2 separate regions of the Callithrix jacchus genome follow, and region 2 is linked to region 1. Evidence: chromatin contacts called from public Hi-C data. All regions are on one chromosome and are shown on one strand. The core of a region is the stretch at or near the end of the contact, and the rest is flanking DNA. Distances in the headings are between cores, read along the strand shown. Region 1 holds the start of LOC128930023 (heterogeneous nuclear ribonucleoprotein A1-like). Region 2 holds the start of ATR (ATR checkpoint kinase).

What was found. A called contact is a pair of places that touch in the nucleus more often than the background predicts.
Region 2: a Hi-C map of induced pluripotent stem cells shows a contact between it and region 1, with 4 times the contacts expected there. The contact joins the promoter of ATR here to the promoter of LOC128930023 in region 1. A contact is called at or near these places in 2 of 3 Hi-C or Micro-C datasets (induced pluripotent stem cells and skeletal muscle).

Annotation. Positions count from the first base shown.
Region 1 is chr17:41,786,271-41,791,452 of calJac240_pri, forward strand. It overlaps LOC128930023 (heterogeneous nuclear ribonucleoprotein A1-like), which reads left to right and starts at 2,026. Exons shown (of 2, transcript XM_054247137.2): 1 at 2,026-2,219; 2 at 2,252-3,269. The coding sequence starts at 2,161. The coding sequence ends at 3,152. The region is part of intron 5 of PCOLCE2 (procollagen C-endopeptidase enhancer 2); the gene reads left to right.
Region 2 is chr17:42,027,137-42,032,318 of calJac240_pri, forward strand. ATR (ATR checkpoint kinase) reads left to right here and starts at 3,035. Exons shown (of 47, transcript XR_013528590.1): 1 at 3,035-3,175.

The sequences.
Region 1 (5,182 bases), core at 776-3,275:
CAGAAATAGTTGCTATATAAACAATAAAGATGCAATTTATCAGGCAGGTATAATAATTGTAAAATTGTGAACTTGCACATAAAATTATATGAAACAAAAAAAATTTTTAAAGGCAGATCTACAAAGTTCACAATTAGAGATTTTTAACACATCTCTTTCAATAATTAACAGATTAACTAAATGACAGAAAGATGGGAAATTAGGAGGTAGAATATTTGAAAAACAATGAACAGGCTTGGTCTAATAGACAAATAGAGAATACTACATCCAATAACTGGAGAAACTATATTCTTTTCAAGCAAAAATGGACACAGGAGAAGGAAAAATCCGTATTTGCCAAATGATCACTAAAGAAATTTAATCGGTAGTTAAAAATTTTTCTATCAAGGAAGGAAAAGTTCTGACAAATATTTCAGGCACAGATATTTCAGATACTGTACAGAATCTCCCAGAGAAAAATAGGGATTGTTCTACAACTAATTTTCTAAAGCTAGTATAAACTTGATACCAAAAACAAGATAAGGACAGTACAAGAAAAGAATATTAGAGACAAATTTCACTTATCAATATGATAAAAAAGAAATTCTGAAACAAAAAACGTAGCAAGCCAAATTTAGTAATGTATAAAAAACACTATGACCAGGAATTCCAGGTTGGTTTGAACTTAAAGACTTTATTAATTTAATGTTATACCTTACACAGTCACACATTAAAGTTTGACTTGTGAAGTTAACATTATTTATTGGAAACATCATTTTATTCACAAATATATTTTCTTAAATAGCATGAACTTAAAAGTTTGTATTTTGAAAAATATATTATTTTAAAAACAATAAAAATATTGCTCAAGATAAGTATAAAAATGTGCCTTCACAGGGAAAATTATAAAACCTTACTAAAATATATTTTAAAAGACCTAAATGAATGGAGCTATGTACAATGCTCATGAATAGGAAGACTTAATATCATTTAAAAATATTAAAACTGATTTTTCCATTAAGCCTAGCAGTCCAATTCTAAAATGTACATGGGATTGCAAGGGGATAGGAAGAAGGGGGCGAAAAAAGTAAGACAGTTCTGAAGGAGAAGAACCTGGCGGGAAGACTTGCCTTACCATGTATGGAACCTTATCAGAAAGCTGTTGTGATTAAGACAGTGTGGTTTTAAAAGAGAGATGGGAAGACTGGCTAATTAAATAACAAGAAGAGGCCAGAAACATATCCACATGTATCTGCAGATTGGGCATTTCACAGAGAACCATCAGGTAGCAGGAAAAGGATGGCTTCATTGATATGTGGGGCCAAGTCTATTTTTATTCATATGGAAAAATGGAATTATATTCATAGCTAATATCACACAACAAAATCAATGACAGGTGGATTAGAAACTTAAATGAGAAACTTAGATGAGAATTCCTGTTCATCAGAATGTACCTGAAAGAGAGGGAAAAGGCACAAATGGAAACATATTTATAACACATATTTGACAAAGGCCTAGGTTCCAGAATATATTAAGAAATCCTAAAAGTTAATAAGGAAAAGCTAACCATCCAGTAGGAAAAAAAGGGGGATAAAAGACATCAAAAGGCATTCCCAAAAGAAAGCTGTACAATGAATAAACCTTTGAAAGGTGTGTAAATTGGTATGACCACTTTTGCACCAAAAGACATATACAAGAATGTTCTCAGCAATATGGTTTGTAATGAAGGTGGGAGAAAGTAAATAGTCCAATGTTTATCAACAAGAGAATAAATTGTGTTATAGTATACATTACCTAGCAATGAAAACAGTGGATAATTCTCACAGTTCTAATGTTGAAGGTTAAAAAATAATAATAATAAAGGCCAGTTGTGGTGGCTCACTTGTGTAATACCAGCACTTTGGGAGGGGTGGGCGGATCACTTGAGCTCAGAGGTTCAAGACCAGACTGGGCAACATGGTAAAACCCTGTCTCTAAAAATACAAAACAATGAATGATGCCTGGTAGGGCATGTCTGCCTATAATCCCCACTACTCAGGAGGCTGAGGTGGGAAGATCCAGTGAACCTGGAAGACAGAAGTTGCAGTGAGCTGAGACCTCGTCTCAGAAACACAATACAAGCTTTCTGCCCATGGATGCTGCCGAAGAAGCATTGTTAAAATCTCTCTTCTCCCTGCAATCATGTCTAAGTTAGAGTCTACTAAAGAGCCTGAACAGCTGAGGAAGCTCTTCATTGGAGGGTTGAGCTTCAGTGAACCCTCTTCATTGGAAGGTTGAGCTTTGGAACAACCGATGAGAGCCTGAGGAGCCATTTTGAGCAATGGGGAACGCTCACGGACTGTGTGGTAATGAGTGATCCAAACACCAAGCGCTCCAGGGGCTTTGGGTTCGTCACATATGCAACTGTGGAGGAGGTGGATGCAGCCATGAATGCAAGGCCACATGAGGTGGATGGAAGAGTTGTGGAACCAAAGAGAGCTGTCTCAAGAGAAGATTCTCAAAGACCAGGTGCCCACTTAACTGTGAAAAAAAAATTTGTTGGTGGCATTAAAGAAGACACTGAAGAACATCACCTAAGAGATTATTTTGAGCAGTATAGAAAAGTTGATGTGTTTGAAATCATGACTGACAGAGGCAGTGGCAAGAAAAGGGGCTTTGCCTTTGTAACCTTTGATGACCGTGACTCCATGGATAAGACTGTCATTAAGAAACACCATACTGTGAGTGGCCACAACTGTGAAGTCAGGAAAGCCCTGTCAAACCAAGGGATGGCGAGTGCTTCATCCAGCCAAAGAGGTCGAAGTGGTTCTGGAAACTTTGGTGGTGGACATGGAGGTGGTTTTGGTGGGAATGACAACTTTTGTCTTGGAGAAAACTTCAGTGGTCATGGTTACCTCGGTGGCAGCCATGGCAGTGGTGGATATGGTGGCAGTGGGGATGGCTATAATGGATTTGGTAATGATGGAAGCAGTGTTGGAGGTGGTGGAAGCTACAAAGATTTTGGCAATTACAACAATCAGTCTTCAAGTTTTAGATCCATGAAGGGAGGAAACTTTGGAGGCAGAAGCTCTGGCCCCTATGGTGGTGGAGGCCAATACTTTGCCAGACCACTAACCCAAGGTGGCTATGCTTGTTCTAGTAGCAGCAGCAGCTATGGCAGTGGCAGATTTTAATTAGGAAACAAAGCTTATCAGGAGAGGAGAGCCAGAGACGTGACAGGGAAGCTATAGGTTATAACGGATTTGTGAACTCAGCCAAGCACAGTGGTGGCAGGGCCTAGCTGCTACAGAGAAGACATGTTTTAGACAAATACTCAGGTGTATGGGCAAAAAACTCGAGGACTGTATTTCTGACTCATTGTATAACAGGTTATTTTAGTTTCTGTTCTGTGGAAAGTGTAAAACATTCCAACAAAGGGTTTTAATGTAGATTTTTTTTTTTTTGCCCCCATGCTGTTGATTGCTAAATGTAATAGTCTGGTCATGACACTGAATAAATGTCTTTAAAAAAAAAACACACAACATAAAACAAAAAAGAAAAATGTACACCGTAACCTTTATTTATGACATTTAAAAACACTCAAACCTATACAGTATATAGCATAATGATGCATATGTGTGTGATAAACCTATGGCTAAAAACAAGAGAATGATAAGCACAAAATTCAGGGTAGTGGCTGCCTCCGTGAGCATGGAGGAGGGGTGGCACTAGTGGCGGCTGTGGAGCGTCACTCATTTCCCAGGGGTTTGACTAGAAGAGCTTGGCTGCCAGCTCACTGACTAACACTTTTATCCAGAGGAATATTTCTCATAGTTAGATTACTTCTGGGTTAGAGCAGTGCAGAAAATGAGAAAACCTGTTTGGGGAGCCTTTCCCTGTTAAAAATATGAACAGGAGGAGCACTGGGGATAGATAGACTTGTGTTAGATTCAGTGTAGCATCAATGCCATTGAATTGCGTTCAGAAACATTGATTACTCCCCGGCTATGTGCTGGGCACCTGGAATACAAAGATAAATTAAAACTACAGAAGTAAGTACTGGGAGGGAACGAAATAAGGCAGACAAGTTAACTGGTTAATGAATGTTCTGGGTGGGTTTCTGAGTTCTTTGGCCCAGTCTGGACAAGTGATCAGGGGAAGCTTTTGAAAGGAGATCGTGCCTCTCGAAGCTAAGTCTTGAAGGAAGAGTTGGAGTTAGTTAGAGACAGAAGGGAGGACAGGCTCATTCCAAGCAGAGGTAACTCCATAAGATGCACGAGAGAGATGTACGTTATTTCTGTAGCCAAAACCTTGAGTTGGGGCCTCCATAGGGATGAGGCAGGAGGGTTGAGTTGGCTTCTGTGTGCTGCAGAGATGGGAGCACTCAACTGAATTTAAGCCAGGTGTGACAGGACCAGAGGCTCTAGAACCCCTTTCCTAGACAAGGTGAGCAGGGAGGCTAGTTCGGAGGCTGTTGCCGTGGTCCAGGTAAAGTCAAGGAGGTGGAGAAGGATGGTGGAGAAGAGGAGGATGTGGATCAAGAAATATTTACGAAGCAAAACTGGCAGGACATGGTGTTTGGTTGGCTGTAGTGACTGAAGGACAGGAAGAATGTGGAATGATAACTAGAGACAGATAACAGTAACTGGCTCTATACCACATGAAACAGCATCTCAGTCCATTCTTGGGATTGGCCAATGCAGAGTGGATCTAAGTTAAATTTCCTCTTATCTTCCTAGTGATTTAGAACATTAATTTGCAGACATAACATGGCCCCCAGTACATTGGTGGCACTATGATTCTGTCTCATTTATCCTAAAGCTCAGTTGCAGCATAATAAAAATATATCTTTGTTCCTAAAATACTCTTCCTTGAGAAAATTCGGTTTTCAATATAGTACCCCAAGGTTAATTCATAGAAAAGGTAGTGAATGATCACATAATTATAACATCATGTTTAGAAGGTGACCTGATTGAGTCTTTTCTTCCTTCGCTGCTTATAAGTGCTTTTTGTAATTTTGTCGTGAAAGGCTTGACTCTCAGAAGCATTATTTAAATGACCTGATCACTTTTGTGGCTGGAACTGTCTTTGTCTGTTTTGTGTTGCCTATAACAGAATACCTGAAACTGAGTAATTTATAAATAAAAATAATTTCTTTATTACAGTTATGGAGGCCGAGAAGCCCAAGGTCAAGGGAGCATACCTGGGGAGAGCCTTTTTGGTG
Region 2 (5,182 bases), core at 1,785-4,284, 240 kb after region 1:
CTGGCCACAGAGAGAGACTCTGTCTCAGAAAATAATAATAATAATTTATTGTACATTTTAAAATGAGTATAATTGGATTGTTAGTAACACAAAAGATAAATGCTTGAGGTGATGGATACTCCATTTACCCTGATGTATTACACATTGTGTGCCTGTATCAAAATAGCTCATGTACCCCATAAATAGATACATCTACTATATACTCACAAAAATTAAAAATTGACTGGGTATGGTGGCTCCTGCCTGTAATCCCAGAACTTTGGGAGGCCAAGGCAGGCGGATCACTTGAGGCCAAGACCTCCAGACCAGCCTGGCCAGCATGGTGAAACCCATCTCTATCAAAAATACAAAAATTAGCTGGGCATAGTGGCACGCACCTGTCATCCCAGCTACGTGAGAGGCTGAGGTGGGAGGATGGCTTGAATCCTGGAGGTGGAGGTTGCAGTGAGCTGAGATCATACCACTGCACTCCAGCTTGGACCACAGAGTGAGACTCTGTCTCAAAAAAAAGTTGGGAGATGGCCAGGTGCAGTGGCTCACTCCTATAATCTCAGCATCCCAGCACTTTGGGAGGCCAAGATGGGCAGGTCACTTGAGGTCCGGTGTTCAGGACCAGCCTGGCCAACATGCTGAAACACCATCTCTACTAAAAATACAAAAATTAGCCAAGCATAGTGGCATGTGCCCGTCATCCCAGCTACTTGGGAGGCTGAGGCGGAAGGATGACTTGAATCCTGGAGGTGGAGGTTGCAGTGAGCCAAGATCGTGTGATTGCAGTCCAGCCTGGGCAATACAGTGAGACTCATTTCAGGAAAAAAAAATGTCTGGGAGACCCCCTCCAGCCTAAGTATGGCAAATGGGTTAGAGAAAAACAAGCCTAAAGGCAGACAGGCAAACTAGAAGCCTATTGAAGTAATTTAGGCAAGAGGTGATGATGGCCTAAACTGGAATGGTGGTAAGGGAATTTGGGGGAAAGTGGGTAAGTCTGATATTTAGGAGGTAGAATCTCGTCCTTGTCTTTTAAAGATATAAACTGAAGCATCTGCAGATAATTTGATATGATGTCTACACTTTTCTTTAATCCAACTGGGGAGAGAGAAAATGAGAAAGGTGGTTATCGATGAAACAAAGACTAACCATATGCTGATAATCATTGATTGGGCGATGGGCATAAAGGAGCTCCTTATTCTGTCTACTTTTACATATATTTGAAAGTCCCTATAACAAAAAGTTAAACAAAATAAACTGCCTGGGAAATGCTGAAGGGAAAATATTCAGTAGGGAGATAAACACAGAAAATACAAATCTTGGAAAGAGATAAGGGAAAAGCAATGAATTTGGGAGTGAACAACAGATAGAAAGTTAACTGAAGCCTTGAGAGTGAAGGAAAGACTAAAAAAGAGGAAAGAACCTAAGTTGGAATCCTGACGAATACCAACAGTAAAGGGGATGGCAAAGAAGTGTTATTAACAAGAAAGAGTCATGGAGGCCAAAGAAAGCTTTCCAGGAAAGCAGCAGTGGTCTCTATTAGGGGTCTCCAACCTCTGGGCCACAGTACTGGTCAGAGGCCTGTTAGGAACCGGGCCACACAGTAGGAAGCTTCATCTCTATTCACAGCAGCTCCCCATTACTGGCATTATCGCCTGAGCTCCCCTCCTGTCAGGTCAGCGGGACATAAGATTCTCACAGGAGTGCAAACCCTATGTGAACTGCACATGCGACGGACATAGGTTGCATACTCTTTATGAGACTCTGATGCCTGATGATCTCTCATTGTCTCCCATCACCCCAGATGGGACCATCTAGTTGCAGAAAAACAAGCTCAGGGCTTCCACTGATTCTACCTTATGGTGAGTTGTATAATGACTTATTACATATTACAATGCAATAGTAGAAAGTGCACAATAAATGTAATGTGCTTGAATCATCCCGAAAACCTCCCTTCACCTCCCTGTCCATGGAAAAATTGTCTTCCACAAAACTGGTCCCTGATGCCAAAAAGGTTAGGGAATGCTGGTCTGTATTCTCGAGAAAATGTATATTCCCCAAATCCATTGATTTACTTTAAAAATTAAATCACAGGGCCGGGCATGGTGGCTCACGCCTGTAATCCCAGCACTTTGGGAGGCTGAGGTGAGCGGATTACGAGGTCAAGAGATCGAGACTATCCTGGCCAACATGCTGAAACCCCGTCTCTACTACAAATACAAAAAAAATTAGCCGGGCGTGGGGGCACGCGCCTGTGGTCCCAGCTACTCGGGAGGCTGAGGCAGAAGAATCGTTTGAACCCAGGAGGTGGAGGTTGCAGCGAGCCGTGATTGCGCCACTGCACTCCAGCCTGGTGACAGAGCAAGGCTCCGTCTCAAAAAATATAAGTAAATAAAAAATAAATCACAGGTTGTGGATGCCTGTAATGGTGGCATTTCCACAGTACTGCTGCTCTGATGAGACACAAATATAATCCAACCCCATTTTTAAATATTATATGTTGGCAGGGTCCTCACGGAAACCTAAGAGCGACTTCAAGTCGAAAAAAAATGCTTAAAAAGAAAAACAAACAGGGAGAGCCCACCTTTTGCCCTTTCTCTCTCAACAGCGTGACAAGAGTAGTGGCGAAGTGAGAAACTTTTAAAATGTGACAGCGTTACTCTGGGGAAACGGAGTCTACTTTTGGCCTTTACTCGCTGAACTGTCCTAGTTCTCACATTTGTGAAGCGAGATTCTGGGTTGGCAGCCCTCAAGCCCCTAGCCTCTCCCGATTCGGGGGTCTGGCTTCGCTGTGCCTCCCAGGCTTCAGAACAGCAGTCTGGCCGCTCAAGACGAAAACTTCACAAACGTTGCTCGCTTAGTGCTGAGAACTAAGTCCTGAACCCAACCAGGGAAGTTCGACCGGCGCGCGCTCGCCCGCTTGCCCCGCCCCCTAACTGCTTCCCGGCTTCCCCCGGGTCCTCTACAAAACAGACGCAGGGCCCGGCAAGCGGGGCCAATAGCGGCTTCCGGGAAGAGTTTTGGCCCCCACGAGGCTCCGTCGGGCGCCGTTCTCTTCCGGCCGGGGTAGCTTTGGAGACGCCAGGAACCCGCGTCGGCGTGTTTGACGAGTGTCAGGCAGCCTCAGCATGGGGGAACCTGGCCTGGAGCTGGCGTCCATGATCCCGGCTCTGCGGGAGCTGGGCAGGTAGGGCTAGGCCCATCCTGGGTCCTGCATCCTCCTCTGACGATCCCGGCTGGGGTTTCACGTGCTCTCCCCTCTCCTGCCGCGCCGTGGTTCGGATCCCCGAAGCCCCAGCTGCTGCCCTTGTGGAGATGCTCCGTGGCTCATTTGGGCGCTTCTCCCTCAGAGTGCTCGTCGATGGGACGTGGGGACGTGGGGACGTGGGGACGTGGGGTCGTCGCCACAAACCTGCGGGAAGCCGATTCTAGGGGAGAGAGAGGCGTCTGCCGGCCCGGGTTTACCTCAGCAGCGCCGGAGAGTTCGCCCAACCCGAGAGTTTGCTTCCTGCAGCTCGAGGGAAGAGTCCCTGCTGATCACTTTATGGTCACTTTTCTACACTCATTTTCTTCTCGAAAACCCCTTTCCTTAGACGAGAGACTTGACTCATCAGTTTCTGTTCTTTGTGATCACTCGTGGAGGAATTGGTTTTTAGCCTTATATTTTGTCCCCAAACTGCCCTTGGAAAAAAATCACCGCTTCTCATTTTCTGCAAGTGACATCACTTGATGGAAAAGGCAGTTATTTTCTTTGAAGTGAAGTCATAGTACATATTGAAGATGTGAACTCCTTCGTATTAATCGTCCAGTCCTCGATACGTTATTTTAGTCAGAAATTGGAGAGATAGACCTCAGTGTCCACAAAATCTTAACGTGCACAGACTGTTGCCAAAATTTGGAGGCAATTTAATAGTTCATTTGCAAATGCCTGTTTTCTGTAAACCTCATGAAAACCAGTGTCTTACCGAAAGAGGGAGGGAGAGGTGTTGATGACTGCCACACCCCTGTAACACTCAGGCAGGCTTTCCTGAACCAGGCCTAAAGACTCAGTAGGGCTGGTTTTGTTTTGTTTGTTTTAATTCTAAACTACTGCGAACAAGAAATAAATGAGCTTGTGCTACTACCGCAGTTGAATGATCAGTTGGAATAACTGCTTCCCAATTTCTTAAACGGTTTGAAAACTCTCCATACACAGTCAAAACTGACATTAAGCCGATGGGATAGCTGCTTCCCTTTCTTTTTGCAGCGCAGTTGTGTTCATTTCCACTGGTTGGCCATGCAAATAATCTAGTCTTAATATATGAATAAGAGGATAAATGAAGGGACGATTCTTGTCCTAACTGCATCACTATTTTTGACTGTGTGAATTTTTTCCACTTTTTATTAGTGTGGCAAGTATACTTTTGTGTTTACAGTTTATAAAATAACGTATACCTCTCTAAAAGAAGATGAAGAAAAGTGATCATTTTAGGAAGTTGTTTTACAGATTTTATCTTTCAGGCTCACTGTGAAGCTCAGTATATTTTTCCCACTTTGTTTTAAAGTAGAATTAGCTCTACTAATTAATTCATTTTAAAGTAGAATTAATACTTCTCTTCCCTCTTCTGTCTTCCTCCATGAGACCTGTTAATAAAAATAATTGGTTCTTGGATTATATATAGTCTGTTTCATCAGTAGAGCTTATGTTATCTTCCATTTGTAGCCATTCCAAGAGAAATAGAAAAATTGACCTATAGAAAATTGTCTAATAGTTTTTAATTTTCATGGCTTTTTCGCTACAACTACTTCAATGAAACAAGCTCATCCATTTTCATAGTATGTCCATGACATAGGATGGAACAGGAGTTATCACTGTTTAAGAAACAGGGTCACAGAAGTTGAAAAACCAAAGGCACAGCTAGCAGGTATCAGAGCTAGGGTTCAGATTCAAGCTATCAAGGCCTTTTCTTCCAAAATGTTCTCCCTTATGACTACGGCAATTAGACTATTGAAAAAAATGAGATCAGTGTTCTAATTATGGGCAGCTCTTCATCAGTCTCTCAGACAAAGTTTGTCCTATTGTTTTTTGCTGTTAGGATTCTACTCTGCGTAGTCTTGGTAAATGACCTTTCCACTTTCCTGCCTTCAACTATCATCTGCTATTTGATGACTCCAAATATGTTTTTCCAAATCCTGCCTCCTACGGAACTGTATA